2 separate regions of the Mus musculus genome follow, and region 2 is linked to region 1. A link is a contact called in public HiChIP or PLAC-seq data. All regions are on one chromosome and are shown on one strand. Each heading gives the region's core, a stretch centred on a gene start, on an enhancer-like site or on the middle of the called end of the contact. The rest is flanking DNA. Distances are from core to core; before and after follow the strand shown. Region 1 has its middle 26 kb from the start of Ireb2. Region 2 holds the start of Hykk (hydroxylysine kinase 1).

Region 1 (2,675 bases), core at 89-2,588:
TACACAGATATCAGTGTGAACCTGATTGACAGATATCACTGTGAACTTGATTGACAGATATCACTGTAAACTTGATTGGCAGATATCACTATGAACTTGATTGACAGATATCACTGTAAACTTGATTGGCAGATATCACTGTGAACTTGATTGACAGATATCACTGTAAACTTGATTGGCAGATATCACTGTGAACTTGATTGAACCTGAGGAATTTACAAACATTGACTATCAAATATACCTTATTTACCAAGCATATAGTTACTTATTTAAATTTTCTAGAAGCCTAGTGTTAAACAACTAGCAAGGATATAAGTAGTTAGACATATAAAATATTTTAGTGATGTGTTGTGTTGTTTCCTTAGCAATAGCAAACTAAGGGCTCATTAGGACTGAGAAGTTTATCATTGTTGCTTTATACTATTTAGTCAGCCTAAGATGGTGAAGTCACATGGCCCTGTCATCTAAGGAAAGAAGGCTGCCAGCCATGTGGTTGCTTACATATTGATGAAGGTTATCTGCCAAGATGGAGGAGAGCCACATGGTTGCTATTTAGAAACATCTATTTTTTCTAAACAAGAGTCTAAGTTACATGTACAGTATATTCTAGACAAAAGTTGAATCACATAGCTAGTATGTGATCAATTATCTATTGCAGCAAATTAAAATTATATATCATAGACTTTAATTATAAACCTTTTGTTATAAGTCTAAAGCCAAATTTTGTTACAGATTTTATAGATTCTTAACCATATTCAATGAATTTACAAATCCCGAGATAGAGTTTACAGTATAGTCCTAAGAGATATTTTTAAGAGCAGACTGCAGAGAAATCATTTAGAGAAAAGATTTTTTTAAGAGTGGGAAGTTGAACCTTAGCGATAAGAGACTCTAGGATCCTTTGTTGTGGCAGAAGTTGTTACAATCTTTGAGAATTTGGAAATCAAGGGCGCCAATTTTTGGCCACTGATCTGTAATGAGGCCAAGCTGTAGTAATAAAATCTGATTCTTGACAGAGGAAGAGAGAAAGGGTCACAATTGACACCCTATAGGTGTTCCTGTAAGCTCCAGGAGGAGGCTGAGAGCTGAAGAGATGGGACTGCCAAGTTAGAGTCAGAGATAGCCAGGAGAGAGCAAGAGAGCATTGGTGTAGCAGACGGCAGGAGCCAGAGGGAGACCCTGTGGAGGGCACAGCAGGCCAGAGGGAGGCTGCTGCGGAAGAATTGGGCTCCAGAAATTGGAATCAGATTCACAAAAGATCTGTACACACCTTAGCGCAAGTGTGGTGTGGGATGGGGGTGGAGTTAGGTGAGCGGCTGGGTTCGGAACCTAAGCACCAGGGAGTACTGGTGTGCAGCTGCAGCTGGCCTCCTCCTTTGCTTTCTCTGCTCCTGCTAGCTCCTGCTCTTGCTCCCACTTTGCAACAAACTTACAGATCCATCAACCTTAACTTAAAGACATTTACACGTGCGGGGTGAGGGTGGGGAGAACAATGAGGCAAAACCAAACAGGGGTTGGAGTTTTCCCTTCCCTCATTGCTTGGCCACATTTGGACTGATTATCTAAGGGCTATTGAGGCCAGATTCAACTGTAAATTGTTTAAAGGTCCTTGAATTGGGCGCAGGTGTAGGGATCCGAGGCTCTCAGAGAGGTATCCTAAAGGAGAATCCAGAGGTACAGGTGATGCAATTTCCATGGTTCAGGTAGAGGGGAGGTCCAAGGCATCCCTAGCACCCAGGGGGCCAAAGGGGGAAGGCAGAAACTATTAAATGCACAAGCAGTTAATGGGGGCAAGGCTTAGCCTGGGCAAGCCTGAGGACAGACTCTGTGCCTAGTACCAAGACTTTTAAGTGAGTCCAAAAGGTGAAAACCAAGCTCAAAAATGAAGCCTCACCCAAGGGAAAAGATCAGTACTAGAGACTCAGGAAGCATCTAAGCTGACTGAGAGGGATCACCAACGTAATGGATGGAGGGCCAAGGTGAGGAGTCTGTTGCAGGCGAGCTGGAGATAAGAGATAGCGGCTCAGGGTGGCTTAGACCAATCCCCAAGCACACATGCAACGGGATATTCTCCTCACAGGCACCAATGTTAGTGTTTATGAGGCTGAATACCCTGGCAGGTCACACCGTGACACAGCAGATCCCAGGCAAGAGATTTGTGGGGAGGGGGATTCAAAAGGCCAGCTCAAGATAGGACAAGAGAGAGAGAGAGACAAGGACAGAGAAGGAGACAGAGAGAGGCAGACAGAGAGGGAAAGAGCAAGAGAGTGAGCTATGATCCTAAGAACATTTTAAAGGGTACACATGCTTCATTTGGCAGCTAGTGATGACATAGCTTTTGTGCTGAGTCACTGATGGTTGATTGGGGCTAATGAAAACAAAGTAAAATTCAGCTGATGAACGCTTGACTCTTGTGAAACAGTAATCTTTACATTCTGGGTTGTTTCGCTTATTATCCACAACTGTCACAAGCATCCTATGTCAGCTTGTGTTTTTCCATAATGTCAGAGTTTACTGAATAATAAAAATTCATAAAAGTACAACGGTTTTGTTGGCAGCAATTTGCCAAGCAGCACCTCTTTCTTTGATATTGAATAAATTGAACACATAGTTTTGCTCCAACCTTAATTACTAATATTAACTCTCAGATATCTTACATATAACATAGTAAATAA
Region 2 (2,675 bases), core at 94-2,593, 79 kb before region 1:
GAAGGTCAGTCCAGACTACCTATTGAGTTCCAAGCTAGCCCCGGCTACTGTGAGAGACTTTGTCTCAAAAAGAAAAAGCTATTAAAATTGAAGACTGTTGAAGGCAATTGGTGAAGGCCAATCTCCAGAAAACATCCCCATGTCCTTAAAGGGGGCTTGTTAATTATCTCTTTGAAGAGTCCTATTTGTTAAAGCAAAGTCCTGTTTACAAAGTACTGTTGGCAGGTCTGGTCACAGGACAACCTGGTACCAAACAGTTACTGAGCTGTGAAAAGTCCTAGCACCAGCTGGGCAGCCAACCTCCGTAACTTTAGCCACACTGCCTCTAAAAGAGTTCAACGAAGAATTTTGAGCCTTTTTGCTGAATATAGAAAGAACTCCACAACCTGAAAAAAAAGGACACACATTGAAACATGCTACTGAAAGCAAATACACATAAAGAAAAAACTTAAAAAATAAAAATAGAACAACAGAGACATCCATTTTCATCAAATGCGCCCCATGTGTGGAGAGAGTGGAGAGCGAATCGAAATCTATATAGATGTTAGTATACTTCTTGTCAACAATATTTAGAGCCGGAAACAAACAAACAAACAAACAAACAAAAACAACCTCAAACAGTAAGGACTTCTAAGCAGGAGGTTTGCACCAGACTCCATAATTTTTCGCTGCATGAGAGGGGAATGGAGAGGGAGTGGATCTTACACTCTGCACTTGGTGAAAAGTACACAAGAATAAAATAATAATAATACATAAACTAGTCTTTCCTCTCACCTTCTCCTAAAGTGTTACAAAGTCTTTGTGACTTCTGCCTTAGCACTTTCTCCACGTCTGTCTTCGACGACCCCTCTGCTGTGAGCTTCCAGGCTTGGGAAGCAGGCAGTGATGTTCCCTGCACTTATTTCGTGAGTTGCCTCCACTCACAGCTCACGGGCTGCAGGAACTCTACACTCCAAGGGCGATTGGAAGCAAGACTCACTTCCAGGGGGTCTTGCTGAGGAGCGAAAGACGCCGATGGGAGGGAGGTGGCCCACAACCCGTTCCCGGCCTGTCTCAGGTCCAGAGGAGCCTTAGGATGGCTTCCACCCCCAAACCATGCAGGCCCGCGGAGGGTGGGACCCTCAAAACTGCGCACTGAAATCTCAGCAGGGCTGGGGCTGGGCAGTGACCTGCCGCGTCAGCACGCAGTGAGTTTGAGGAGCGCAAGGGTTGCAGGAGCCCGCCGCCGCTTCTCGGGGATGTCCCCTCAGAGAGACCCTTGACTCGCTTCAGTCTCTTCCACCTCCTCTCACGCACAGCGACCGGACGTCCTGAGGCCGATTGCTCTCTCCCCTCAGTCAGCTAGTGGTTGCGGTGCAGGAGGTGGGGCCGGACCCGCCGCCGCTGCGAGCCCCGCCTTCCTATTGGCTCCTCCCACATCCCTCCGCCCAGTCAGTACACACTACTGACAGTTCTGGCCCAACCCTCTCCATCCCACCAATAGAGTTCAGAGATCTGGCTTCTGATTGGCTGTCTGGAATCCGACAACCTTGTCAATCTCGGCTCTCTAGTCAAAACTCGTTTCTGATTGGCTCTCAAGTAGCCAATTAGTAGGCCTTGGGGTTTGAGTGGTATCTGTCAATTCTCACCAGGTTGGCTTAGTCCTGGCAGCGACTTGGAGCACAAGTCTGTCAGCAAGCTGCCAGGAGAGATAGCATCTTGCCTTTCTTTCCTCACTCCATCCAGCTCTTTCTAGAAGAGAGTATCCTGAAGGCCATCTTCATAGAGGTTGACTAGAGGTTCATTCTCCCCAGAAAGGAATCCTGGTTCTGAAACTACAAGGATCGGTCCCTCTCTGTGAGGAAATGGGGCTCGCTGTCTTTGTACTAGCATGTCCCAATCTGAAAAGGCTTCATTTATTAAACAGACCTACACTGTCTGTGCTGGCGGGAACTGAAGTCTAAAGGGCATAGACCCTTACTTAACCAGACCGTGCTTACCAACTCCCAGTTCAGGATCTAGGCGGTAGCACCAGTTTTTAAGCGGGGTAACGAAGTACAATAGAGAGAGAGAGAGAAAGAAAGCAGCATCCTCAGGCAGCTTGTAGGGTCTCAAAGCCCATGCCAACAGCGACTCGTTTCCTCCAAGGCCACACCCACTCCAGAAAGGCCACACCTCCAAATAGTGCCACTCCCTGGGTCAAGCATATTCAAACCACCACACTAAGCCACATAGCTGGATGCCTTCCTCCAGCTAAGCAGGACCTTTTTGATAGACCAGAGCACTCCCTGCTGGAAGAGTCCTGTACACCTGTCACTCAGGTTTGCAATTTGCTCTCCTTATGTTATGGTGCTGTATGCATATCTCACTTGTTTTTTCTTGTTCTGGCATACTCATGGGTGCTATCGTTACTCTGATGATGATGATGAATGATTGTTGTTGTTGTTGTTTCCGAGACAGGGTTTCTCTGTATAGCCGTGGCTGTCCTGGAACTCACTTTGTAGACCAGGCTGGACTCGAACTCAGAAATCTGCCTGCCTCTGCCTCCCAAGTGCTGGGATTATTAACTCGGATAGTCTCTCCAATCCCCGTCAACACCTATCGTAATGAGAAATTTCCTTTGCCCCCTTTAGAAATATGTTTATCTGTTTTTCTTTTTCTTTGTGTGGGATGGGGGAAGGTGGGGAGGTTCGAGA

Evidence for each region. HiChIP or PLAC-seq counts read pairs in DNA pulled down with a chosen protein or histone mark.
Region 2: a contact with region 1 is called in an H3K27ac HiChIP or PLAC-seq map of embryonic stem cells, with 8 read pairs. The contact joins the promoter of Hykk here to the enhancer-like site in region 1. A contact is called at or near these places in 6 of 39 promoter capture datasets (embryonic stem cells, liver and stem cell-derived epiblast-like cells), 15 of 484 Hi-C or Micro-C datasets (B cells, CD4 T cells, the G1E-ER4 cell line and 8 more), 6 of 115 datasets of contacts at active chromatin or transcription factors (bone marrow-derived dendritic cells, embryonic stem cells and intestinal crypt epithelium) and 4 of 9 other capture datasets (adipose tissue, embryonic stem cells, liver and 1 more).

The regions. Positions count from the first base shown.
Region 1 is chr9:54,836,639-54,839,313 of GRCm38.p6, reverse strand. No RefSeq gene overlaps it. Among named protein-coding and RNA genes, the nearest start is that of Ireb2, 26 kb to the left of the region's middle. Within about 2 kb of position 1,338, at least 21 of the 459 cell types and tissues checked have an H3K27ac peak or open chromatin away from gene starts, as enhancers often do. A contact at or near this core is called in the G1E-ER4 cell line, embryonic stem cells and pancreatic islet, where this site is marked.
Region 2 is chr9:54,915,958-54,918,632 of GRCm38.p6, reverse strand. Hykk (hydroxylysine kinase 1) reads right to left here and starts at 1,343. Exons shown (of 5, transcript NM_177351.4): 1 at 775-1,343.